2 separate regions of the Ovis aries genome follow, and region 2 is linked to region 1. A link is a contact called in public Hi-C data. All regions are on one chromosome and are shown on one strand. Each heading gives the region's core, a stretch centred on a gene start, on an enhancer-like site or on the middle of the called end of the contact. The rest is flanking DNA. Distances are from core to core; before and after follow the strand shown. Region 1 holds the start of GSN (gelsolin). Region 2 has its middle 16 kb from the start of RAB14.

Evidence for each region. Hi-C and Micro-C count contacts between places; a contact is called where the count stands out from the background.
Region 2: a Hi-C map of blood shows a contact between it and region 1, with 1.8 times the contacts expected there. The contact joins the enhancer-like site here to the promoter of GSN in region 1. A contact is called at or near these places in 5 of 16 Hi-C or Micro-C datasets (blood, hypothalamus, skin fibroblasts and 1 more).

What each region holds. Positions count from the first base shown.
Region 1 is chr2:2,268,212-2,274,383 of ARS-UI_Ramb_v3.0, reverse strand. It overlaps GSN (gelsolin), which reads left to right and starts at 4,644. Exons shown (of 17, transcript NM_001246006.1): 1 at 4,644-4,734.
Region 2 is chr2:2,325,573-2,331,934 of ARS-UI_Ramb_v3.0, reverse strand. No RefSeq gene overlaps it. Among named protein-coding and RNA genes, the nearest start is that of RAB14, 16 kb to the left of the region's middle. Within about 2 kb of position 2,879, at least 5 of the 54 cell types and tissues checked have an H3K27ac peak or open chromatin away from gene starts, as enhancers often do.

The DNA.
Region 1 (6,172 bases), core at 3,395-5,894:
TTTTGGTCAGCATGTGGCATCTTCCCTAACCAGGGATGGAACCCGTGCCCCCTACATTGGGAGCACAGAGTTCTAACCACTGAACCACCAGGGAGTCCGCGTCTGCACTTCTAATGCCCTCCCGGCTAATGCAGACGCTGCGGGTCCAGGGACCACACCTGGCTTGCGTGTGCGCATGCGCTCAGTTATACCCGACTCTGCAGTCCCGTGGACTGTAGCCCGCCAGACGACTCTGTCAATGGAATTTTCCAGGCAAGAATACTGGATCGGGTTGCCATTACCTTCTCTTGGGAATCTTCCCGACCCAGAGATCGAACCCATGACTCCTGTGTCTCCTGCGTTCACAGGTGGGTTCTTTACCAGCTGGGCCACCAGGGACGCCTAGGAAGATTCTAAATCCTTTGTTCAAGGCCCAGACTAGAGCCCAGAACTCTTGATATCTTATCCTTGAGGTTCTTTCTACCCGTTGTATTTGCTTCTGTCCTCTCATAGCACTAAGCTGAACTGTATTTGGCCCGCAGTTATGTCTCTGGAATCTCAAGAGCCCTTGAATTATTTTGCTGCCTAATTTCAGATCAAGGCAGGGCTCTTCTTTAGGAGAGAGTGAGTCAGTAGGATGCCATCTGAAGGGGGAGAAATACAGCTGAAGGGCCTAGCATTTGGCATAAAACATTTCCACCAGAAGTTTTTATACTTAAGGTTTTAAGTATTATTCTCTTATAGCTGTAGGCTGCAAACTACAGCCCTGGGGAAGCCCCAGCCTGTTCTTGTATGCCTCCAAGCTAAAAATAGTTTTTACATTTTTAAAATATTGTAAAAAAGAAAATCCAAAACTGAACAAGGAAGACTATGCAACAGGGTGTGTGGCTGCAAAGCGTAAACTATTTCCTATCTGGCTCTTTTCTCTCTCTCTCTCTTTAAAAATGTTGGCCATGTCACATGGATGTGGGACCTTAGTTTCCTGACTAGGGATCGAACCTGTGCCCCTGCAGTGAGAGTGCAACCAGGGTCCTAACCGCTGGACCCCCCCCCCCCCCCGCCCCGAGAAGTCCTAGCACTTCCCAGTAAAAGCTTGCTAACCGCTGGTCTAGAGTAACTGGAGCTTCATATTTTTGTCTAGTAAGCAAGAGGCCCAGCTTGAAATCTAGTGAGCCAAGCTATCGGGGAGGCGGCCTGACTTGGTGGCAGCTGCTCAGGCACCTTAGCCGTGTGACCCTGAGCACAGTACTTCACCTCTCTGAACTTGTGTTCTTCCTTCAAAAGACAGGGACTATGAAAGCTGCCCACTGAGCTGTGAGGATGAGACACGATGTATGTAAGGAACCAGCACTTGGTAGGTGCTCAGAAAATGACAACTCGTGTCATTTGAACCCTTCTGGCGTTGCCTGGCAGATCACACGCCCTCACCAAATCTGACTGGAGGAGGAAATGGCAACCCACTCCAGTGTTCTTGCCTGGAAAATCTCAGGGACAGAGGAGCCTGGTGGGCTGCAGTCCATAGGGTTGCAGAGAATTAACACACACACACACGCCAAGTCTGAGGGTCCTCTCAGCGATCTGGAAACAGTCTTTTAGAAGAAAAACACCTCTGTTCCCGCTTTCCTCAGTCACCCCTTCACCCCCGCAGGGCAGAAAGCTCCTCTTTAGCCAGGGGTTCCTGATGCTTATACCCCTTCACTAATGGCAAGCTCTCTACCCACCCTTCGGTGGGCGGGCAGCTCTAAGATCTAACCCAGCGAATGGGCTTCACAGGAGCCCCAGGCAAGGATGCTGATTACTAGAAGCCCCTCGAGGGCTCCGTGCACCACGTGGGCAGCGGACTAAAGCCAGTGGTTTACAGACCTTGTTTCTAAGTTGTGGCGGCCTTAAGGTCCAAAATGGAAAACAGACCGACTTGGAGTTAGCTAGGGTTAACTATTCTTGCCTGGGAAATCCCAGGGACAAAGGAGCCTGGCGTCCTTGGGGTCGCAGAGTTGGACACGACTTAGCGATTAAACAGCAACAGTTCTGTGAATCTGAAATTCGAGGGCTCCCTGTGTCCGGAGCGCAGGAAAGCGTGTAATGCTCTTTTTGTCCACAGGTGACAGCACCTGCGCCCTTCGCCGTCTCTGTGAACGTCTTTGCATGAGTGTTTACGCACGTGTGCACACACGTGAACACGCGTGTGGTTTACTAGTTTCTGCCTTCGTTGAATCTTGGGGTGGCCCTAGGCTAGACTCTGGGGTACAGGGGAGCGGGTCTTAGTCTGATGGGGGAGGCAGACTTGGAAACAGTGTAATAGTGTGGCAGGGAGGTGGGCCGAGGCTCAGAGGAGCTCAGCCTCACGGGGAAGGGGAGGTTAGAGATGAGTGCTTGCAGGAAACCTGGGCTTGATCATGAGCGGAAGGAGAAAAGAACGGGGATGGAAGAGAGCTCGGGAACAGAGGAGACAGTCTGTGCAAAGATTACAGGGAGATTTAAGGGCCAGCGCAGCTGCGCCTGGCTGGAGCTTGGAGGGGTGTGGGTGGAGGACGGAACTGGGGAGGGCTGAGGCTCAAGACTGATGAGGGCAGGTCATAAAAGGCGCGGAGGGTTAAAGGGCCGCTGAGGACTTTGGGTTTTACCTGGGGGCCATCAGGGAGTCACCGCTGAGTCTGCACAGAGGAGCAACGTGGTCTGGAGGGGAGGAGGGACGAGGTGGGAGGACGGGTAGGAGGCACAGCAGTCTCTCCAGTGAGAGGCTGAGGGGCCTGGACCAACATGTTGGCAGAGTCGGAGTAGGGAGCGGTGGTGCGCTTGGTGTTGGGAGGCGCAGGTGACGGGGCAGGGGAGGCTGAAGAGGATGCCGGGCGTCCTGGACGGGGGATGGTGGTGCTGATGCTGAGATGCGGAACCTTGAGCGTAAAACAGGTTGCCCTTGGGAACAATTACAGCACCGCCAGAGAGGGTGAGGTGAGATGTGGAGGTGTGTCGAAGAGAAGGGGGCTGGACATGAAAGGTTCATCCTCACGGAGTTGGCGGAAAGTGGGAACTCCCTGATCATTGCGGGAGCCCAGCTCTGTGTTCATCCACCCTACGGAGCGGGGAAGTTTCTACAGAACTCTTTGAAGGGAGCCCATGAAGGTGGCCCTTGACTCCAGGTCCTAGGGCCCAGAGGAGCACCCAGCCTCTTTCTAGACCTCTTCTGTGCGCTGGTGCCACTCACGATGTAGAAACCCCCAGGAATGTCTGGGCCGTCTACTGTCAGCTAAGAATAGGGTTCACTTGCGTCTTAACCCAGGGAGCCCGCAGGGCCCCGCTGCCTTTGGGATCTTGGAGTCTCTCCGCCTGGCTCAGAGAAGCTGGTTTGGGCAGAGCCCTTTTCCAGTTCAGGCAGGAGCCAGTTTGCTGGCGGCTCCCTGAATGTGGCCGACTGGGAGTCTGGGAGAGACGAAGGGTGAAGACCCAGGGTGTCTCTGAAAGTGTGAGCGCTGAAAGACTGGGGCTGCACAGACTGCTCTGGGTGCGCGCGGGCTGGCCCTGCGTTTGGTCACCCAGCTTACACCCACGGGTCCTCCTGTTGGCCGGGTCACTTGCCAGGCCTGAGGCTTCAGAGGCAAAGCAACTTAATGGAGCCCATGGTCTCATGGGCGAGAAAGACTCGTCAGCGTATAATGGCAATACAGTCTTGCAAGAGTGGAGCAACGCGAGGCATAGAGGTGGGAATATGGCATGTAAGCAGCTTGCGTAAGTACAGCATGAGAAAGATAACACTTTACAGAAACAGACTTAAGAGTTAAGCGATAGAGTAAGGTGACAGACAGACATTATTCAAAATCCTTGTCGTATTTTATCTCATTTGATCTTCATAAGAGTTCGGACCCGATTGAGCGACTTTACTTATTCACTCACTCTCTCGATGACCTCATGGGGTAGGTTAGGTAGGTTCTAATACCTACCTTATAATTCCTGTCTTACGGAGAAGTGAACTGAGGCTCAGAAAGGTGACGTAACTTGATTGTTACATGTTAGTTAAATGAAGGGCCCTTTTGTCTAACCTCACGATCTTAAGCCACAGCTCTGAACCTGACCATAAGCTGAATTCAGTCATACAGTGGGGTTACCTTAAATGCTCATGGGATTTTCGGCTGTATTAATAGAGGCATGGTATCTAGAATGATGGAGGTGAGAGTTCTGCTTGCCCTGCCCTGAAGAGAGCTCATCCAAGTGTTCAGTTCTGGGTCTTGCGCTGTCAGTAGGGACAGGGTTCATTTGAAGTAGATCAGGGAAGCCAGGGGAGGGAACCAGACACCTTGATCTCAGGAAGAGCTGGAGCAAAGGGGTAGAAGACGCGAGGGCCTGGGGTTTCCGTCTTCAAGTCTCCGAGGAGCCCCTGGGAAACGGGGTGCCAGACCTGCTCCGGGTGAGCCCAGAGGGCAGAGTTAGGGCCGGTGCGTAACGGGGCACGGGCAGAGAATTCCAGCACGTCCCAGTGAGGGTTCTTTTAACCAGCTGGACTCTTGAATAGAAGGTTTGCAGCCTTGGCAGGAAGTGCTGGAGGTGCGCAGGCAGGGGCATGTGCCCTGGATGGGGGGTGAGGGGGCTGGGGAGGAGCTGGAGCATGAAATGGGCTCTGACCAGATGACCTTGAGCCCCTGAGCCTGGGAGTCTTGACCCTCTCTTTACAGGTGGTACTGGGAACCCCCCGAGCCGCGCTTCCACAGTGGTGCCGAGCCCTTCCGAGGGAGCCGCCCTCTTCACTCACAGCCCCACGAGGTAGGTAGAGCAGTGCAGCCACCGCTGGGCCCTCCTAAACCCAGCCTGGCTGCCGGGGGCTCTGGATGGGCCTGGGGAAGCAGCCTCCGGGCGCCACACGTGGATGCAAAGTCAGTCCCTGGGGCTCTTCTCGTAAAGCTCAGAGAGCACTCTGCCCTTGCCTCACCTGCTCCTCACCTAGAGAGGGAGGCCAGGCAAGCGTGATCCCTTGGGGAAGAGGCACGAAGCCGTCTGGGTGCCAGGACTCCTGGGGCCCCCCCTTGGCTGTGCTGCTCCTGCGCTGGGTGACGGTAGGAAAGTGCTTGTAGCGCCTCGGTGGGAGGGTGGACTCCTGTGAGGAGGAGGTGCAGGATTCTTTGGAAGGGTGAGAAAGGCTGGGGTGTGGCTGCCAAGGCTCCGGGCTTGCTGACCGGAGGAGGAGTGAGAAGGGTGAGTCACAGGGAAGGCGCATGAGTCACACTCACCTGGGATGGCTGGCAGGGCGGGGCCCACCTGACTATCAGATTCGCCGCCGCAGGAGGTGGAGAGGCAGGGCACGGAGTGCAGAGTCCTCTGGCCAGAGCAGGAGACCTGGCTCAGGTCCCCGCTCGGGCCTCAGTTTCTCTGCCTGTGAAATGGGTGCATTGGTCTCCTCCACCCACCTACAAGGCTGTGGTGCAGACTGCATAAGCTCACAGATGCCAAAGGGCTTTGTGAGCTGGAGAAAGGGGAAGGATCATCACTAGGGGGATAACCCAGCTTCCAGTGCTGAAACAGAGAGACGCGAGTTTCGGATAGTAACTGTGTGGAAAGCCTGGGAAACACTCCCCTGGGTCATGACATCACCCTTGACCGCCGAAAGGAGAAGGGGCCGAGTACCTCCAGGGCTTACTCATCCTGCAGCCCGGCTGGCTTCCAGGCGGTGACATGACAAGCTGACCACAGTTGGTGCTGTTCCTCTTTCCCCAAGCTCAGATGCAAGAGCCTTCCGATGCTGGGACTCCCATAGAGGGGGACCAGCCGCCTCCCAAGGGCACGAGACGAAGGGGCCTCCCCCAGCTGCCCAGATGGACCGGCGGGGCCCGCCTTGGCTCTAATGCTCTCGAGTCTGAGACTCAGAGCCTTGACAGCTCCCAAAGCCCCATGGCCTGAGCGCTGTGTCCCCATAAAGGGTTGTACTCTCTGCATGCTTTGGCAAGTGACACAGGAACCATCTTCTGCTTTCCCACTTCCGCAGAAGGGCGCAGCCGCTGAGCGCGTCAGCTGAGGGCCCTCTGCATCTTCACCGTCCCGCCGTCCCTGTGCTGGGCCCCGCCTTTTGCCCACTCCCCAGTGACCCTTCCGTGTCCACGCCTCCTGGTGTTTCCTCAGCTCTCCATGCCCCAGCTCGCTGGAGCCCCGGGTGCCTCCTCCTCCTCCTCGAAGCTCGCTCTCGTTTTCGCTTCTGGCAGGCTGCACC
Region 2 (6,362 bases), core at 1,630-4,129, 59 kb before region 1:
TGCCTTCCCGAAGGAGCTGGCAAAGCAGAGCATTTCGCACCTGGTCCACAAGAGGGCGTCACAGGCCCGCGCCGGTCCAGCCTCCGGGTCGGAGCTCCCGGCTCCGGCGCCTCCCGAGTCGCTCCCGCAAGCCTGGCTTGACAGTACTCCTTCAATCTCTTCTGTTTCGTTCTCTTTCCCGGGCCCAGGAGGAAGTGAGGAAGCTTTTGGAGTCGGGTGGACTTGGATTAAAATCCTGGCTTGGTCATTTGCTGAGACACTGGAAAATGAGTTAGCATTGGGAGCTAACTTGTATTATTGTATTATTAATAACTGCTCAATCCTTCCCAAGGCCAGGGAAGCACTGAATTACATGCAAGAAGGGCCCTTCAAGATTGGCCAGCAGAGCCCCCGCGTTTCACAGATGGGGACACTGAGGTCCAAGCTACACCAGAGCACAGCTGCCTCCAAAAATATAAGACAGGGCCTTCCCTGGAGGCCCAGTGGCTAAGACTCCACACTTCCACTGCAGGGACACTGGTTCGATCCCTGGTTGGGGAACTAAGATCCCACATGCTGTGCAGCATAGCAAAAATAAAAATAATAATACTAAAAATACGTAAGAGCGTTCATCAATGAATGAACGGATCGATGAATGAGAAGATAAGCTGGCAAGGACTTTGGATCCAGACAGAAACACAAACCTGTGTATCAACCGTGTAGCTTCGCTGTTGAGTAGCTTGACCAGGCTGCTGACCCCCTGCGCCTGTTGTGCCGCCCTCTTTCCTCACCTCAGTGGGGAAGGGGAGAGAGAACCAGGGATAATAGCAACACCTGCTTCATGGGGTGTTGTGAGGATTCAGTGAGCTCGGACATAAAGTGCTCAGCCAGGTACCTGGCACCTAGCTGATGTGCTCTCTTATTTATAATCCAGGTCTCAGTCATGGAACCTTTCTGAGCCTCAGTGTTCTCACCGACAGAGTGAGAATTTTACATAGCACTGGGGGGAGGACTCAATGGCACCTCATAAACAAGCCCTCAACATAGGACCCGGCTCGGGATAGTGGTATAAAGTGCAGTCTGCAATAATAGGGACTTCCCTGGTGGCCCAGTGGCTAAGACTCCGCGATTCCAATGCAAGGGGCCTGGGTTCAACCCCTGGTCAGGGAACTAGATCCCACATGCTGCAACTAAGGGTTCACGCAGCACAGCTGAAGATCCCGCATCCCGCAGCTGAGACTCGGGCAGCCAGTTCAGTAATCGTCATTATTCTCACTTCACTCCCATGCGTGAAGTCAAGAATAACTGTTTCTAAGAGCGCAGCTTTTCACGCGCACACACACCCTTGTTACTGCGTTAGTTGAGACCTCTCGTCTCCCCTGGGCTATTGCTGCAGTCTCCACCTTGAGGGGAATGACGGATGCCGGCTGGCTGGAGGCTCCCCTCCAGGGGGCACCCTTCCTCAGCTCCAGACAATTGCCAGGGGGCAGAGAGGTTCCGGGTTGAATCTGTGTCCTGTAGCTGCTGTAGCCACGAGCTGGCACTTAAAACGACAGACACGTGTTCTCCCACAGTGTTGGGAGTTAGAGTCTGAAATCAAGGTGTGGCGGGGCCCTGTACCCTCTGAGGCGGGGTCAGATCCTTCCTTGACCCTTCTGGCTTCCGGGGGTCAATGCTTGCTGCTCCTTGGCTGACACCTGCGTCGCTCCCCTCTCCGCCCCCACCACCAGCCACGTGGCATTCTCCCTACTGGGCATCTGCATCGCTTCTCTTCTTATCAGAACATCAGTCACATTTGATTCAGGGCCTGTCCTGTTCCAGTAAGACTCCATCTTAATTTACATCTTAACTGCATCTGCAAAGACCCTGTTTCCAAGTAAGTTGAAGTCAGGCACCACAAGTTTGCACTTCAACAAATCTTGTTGGGGGGATGCAATCAACCAACACTTGTTGAAAGGTTTTTTTGAAAACTGAAATTTTGTGAGCTCTTTCAGTTTATCAGTATTTATACATAGAGTATATCAGCATAATTTTCTTTTATTAGTTTCTGTGAAATTAATATATTATAAATTATATAACTATTATCTAGATTCAAATCATATCAATAAATTATTGATTACATTATGAATCTAAATTATTTATAATTTCTGAACTATTAGAACAGTTAATTTTTTAAAAATAGCTACACAAGTCAAAGAACACGTCCCCGTAGACATGAGAGGCCTGCGCCCTTGCGCGTGCCAAGTTGCTTCAGTCGTGTCTGACTCTTTGCGACTCTCTTAAGACCAGGCAGCTACACCTGAGCACAGACTTTAGCACAGACTGTAGCCCACCAGGCTCCTCTGTCCATGGATTCTCCAGGCAAGAATACTAGAGTGGGTTGCCATGCCCTCTTCCAGAGGATCTTCCTGATCCAGGGATTGAACCCGCGTCTCTTATGTCTCCTGCATGGGCAGGTGGGTTCTTTACCACAAGTGCCACCTGGAAAGCCAGAAGGCGCACGGGCCATGCCTTTTCGACCCCGGCCTCGTGGACTCCAGGGTGGTCTTTCTACTAAGCAAGATGACGCTGTTGCTGCCTCTGTGATGGGCTGCAGCTGTCGTCAGCGGCTTCGGTCACCTCTCTCCTACGGCCCCTGGCGCAGTCTGCACTCAGCTGTAGCTGTCTCGTCTTAATCTGACCCAGAACAGACCTTCGCGGCCGGCTTCTGTGTTTCCTCCAAGAACGATCCCATCTTCCCCCTTCCCCATCCCCACCAACCCACGCACCACCACCACCCTCCCCGCCGCTGCCCTCCCCCGCCCCCGCCCCGTTTTCTCCGCTTCTCATCACGCAAGGCCCAGCTCAACGGCCACTTCCTCTCTGAAACCCGCCAGGCGCGACACTGTCTCCCGCCCTTAGATCCACAGTATCTTGCTTCTGCATTTTGGAGCGCTTCTCCCACCTCGCCTGGGATCATAGTGAGGTTGTGCTATTAACTTCCTCTCCCACTAGGGCAGGAGCTCCCAGAAGTCAGGAGCACGCCTTGGTCGTTGTGTCCGTTTACCAGGCCTGTAACAAAGATTTCTTGCTTGACCAAACCCTAGTCAGCCCTCGGCACCTGCTCCTAGGCGCATCTCTGCACTTCCCTCTAAAATCTGCTTTCAGCCAGAACCCTGCTAAGTCAGTTTAACCCAAATCCCCAACCCTCGATATCTGATCAGGTTGCTTATCCTCTGCCATCTCTCAAGTGATGTCTGATTATCCCAGCCCGCCTTCAGCAAAAATCCTGTTCGGCTGCTCTAACCAGAATTCCTCTTACCCTTGATATTTCCTCCCAGTAATTTTCCATCCACTGACCCCACCCTGCTCCCTGACTATAAATTCCCACTTGCCCGTGCTGTGTTTGAGTTTAGCCCAGTCTCTCTCCCGCATCGGGAGACCCCAGTGTAATCCCTGTGCCTGTCAGTATGGCCCTGCATGGCATCTGCCTTGCTGTCTTTAACAAATACCATTGAGTTTTTTTCTTTAACATCTTCCATAACGAAGATCACAGACTGGGCAGCTCACAGAGCAGAAATTCATTTTCCTCACAACCGTAGAGACTGCGAATCTGAAATCAAGAGTTGATTCCTTCGGAGGCCTCTCTCCTTGGCTTGTAGGTGGACGTCATCCGTGGTCCTCTCTGTGTGTCTGTACCCTAAGCTTCCTCTTCCTGTAAGGACACCGGTCAGATTAGCGTGTGTGTGTGTCTTCAGTCAGTTCCGACTCTGTGGCCCCAGGTCCTGCAGCCTGCCGGGCGCCTCTGTCCATGGGACTCTCCCGGCGAGAACACTGGCGTGGGTTGCCATGCCCTCCTCCAGGGGATCTCCCTGACCCAGGCACCAAACCCACGTCTCTCGCATCTTCTCCATTGGCAGGCAGGTTCTTTGCCTCTGAGCCACATGGGAAGCCCTATGTTGGGCTATGGCCCACGCCAGTGACTTTATTTTAGCTTAATTACCTCTTTAAAGACTCTGTTTCCAAATGTAGCCGATTTCTGAGGTACTGGGGGACAGGACTTCAGCACAGGAATTTGTGAGGGGACACAGGTGGTGCTCTGTTAAAGAGACCGCCCGCCCGTGCAGGAAACAGAGACCCAGGTTCGATCCCCGGGTGGGGAAGGTCCCCTGGGGAGGGCCTGGCAGCCCGCTCCAGGATTCCTGCCTGGAGAGGAGTCTCATGGGCAGAGGAGCCCGGCGGGCTACTGTCCTTGGGGTTGCAAAGAGCAGAACAGAACTGAATTGACGCAGCAGCAGCAGCAGCAGCGGAATTCAGCCGGTTAACAGGCATCTACTTAAAATTTTAAAATGTTAAGAATACAGAAATGTGTGAGTATTATTATCTCAGTTACAGGTAAAATAAAGTCCCCCTTTCCCTTCCACTTCACTCAACTGCGGACACTGCCACCAGAGCCGTTTGTAAGCTTTTATAAATACGGGTGCACGTACGTAAAGAATAGCTTTGCCGGTGTTTGTTTTCTTTCATCTAAATAAGATCACATTTTCTATATTTTTTGCAAATCGTCATCTTGCTATTTTCTTCATGTATATAGCCACCCCACCTCCTGCCCAGACCCAGAGTTTAGCTACGGTGGTTAAGCATATTCAGAACCTTTGTTGAAATACTGGAAAGAATGAAGGCATGGAGAATGGGTCTGTTCTGTGTTTTCTGGCAGTCATCTGATATTATAGTGTCATTTTCTCATTACTGCAAAGCAGTAATTATAATACTCATCTCCTTAGGTCCGTAATACCACATATAACCATCAAGACACCTCAGTGTTTGCAGGACCAGAATGACGGGTTCAGATGGCTTAATTTCATTTTAAATCTTTTCTGAAATTTGTTGCCAATCTGTCCATGAAACAAAGTATATTCCACAAAATTCATTAGGCACTGTCTAGGAAATAAGCTGCCAGGGGAAAAAGAGAGAGAGAGGGAGAAATAGTTGCCTTTTAGCTCTTGGGAGCATAATTTCTGAAGGGTGTGTGGAGGCATCTCTTTGTAGCAATGACTGAAGTTTACTCATTCTCTCTTGTTGCTTCATAGCAGCACCACGGGACGGGGTAGACTGTTTATGTCATTCAGAGGTTACCGTTCACTTTAATGGGCTTTCCTGGTGACTCAGATGATAAAGAATCTGCCTGCAATGCAGGAGACCTGGGTTTAGTCCCTGGGTCCGGAAGGGAATGGCTACCCCCACTCCAGCGTTCTTGCCAGGAGAATCCCATGGACAGAGGAGCCTGGTGGGGTCACAAAGAGTCAGACAGAGCTGAGCGACTCAAACTTGAATGCTCAACCAGTCCTGTCTGAGCAATATCTTTATTCAGTTTCACTTCCTTGATAATTCTGAGAGCCTGAGGAATGCTTCCATTTTCCACAAATCCACGTCGTGGAAGTTAATTCTGTTGACCATGCAGCCTTCGTCTGATCACTCTCCCCCTCTTCACTAAAGCAAAGACCCAAGCTGTTCATTCAGATCCCCAAAGCAAATCTAATATCTGAAGGTTCAGCTTAACGAATTTTACCAAAGCGTTTCTAATAGCATCAGACTTTCCCGGTAGCTCAGATGGTAAAGAATTTGCCAGCACTGCAGGAGAGCCATGTTCAATCCCTGGGTCAGGAAGATCTCCTGGAGAAGGGAATGGCTACCCACTCCAGTATTCTTGACTGGAGAATTCCATGGACGGAGCAGCCTGTGGGCTACAGTCTGTGGCGGTGCAATGAATTGGACATGATTGAGCAAGCAACACTTTCACTTTCATTTTTTTTCCCTAATAGCATCTCTATCATCCTCGCCTTTATCGCCATTATTACCGGAGGTAATGCATCCTGTCAATATATCCCTTTTGCAAACGAGGACTCTGAGTTTCAGAGAGGTTGAGAAACTTTCCCAAGGTTATTCAGCTAATGGGTCAGGGAGCAGGTCTCAAAGCACTGTCCAGAGTTTGGCTGGGATCACTGGTAGAGCCAGAGCACACTTGAGCTGTTTCACAAAGGCGCTAAGTAACTGAACTGCATAGTGAGATAGTTATTCTATTTTCAGTTACCTTTCATTTCCTTCTGATTAAATCAGGAAAGCCTCAGGTTGCTGCTAATAGCTTTTAAAAGTTCTCTAACACGTGCCGATCACCCAGAGCGCAAGCAACAGAATCGAGCTGGAATTTTATGACACTACTTTGCTTTCCTTGTATTTATTTTTAGGAAAAGAATATCGATTTCCCATGCAGGTAGCTATATAAATGCTCTTTATATATTTAAATTATTGTAAGTGAGTAGATTTACAGAAAATGTTGGGTTAACCGTAGTGTGGCGAGTTCACTGAAACGGCAAAAACTGTGAGGTTTGAGGCCTCAAGTCTGG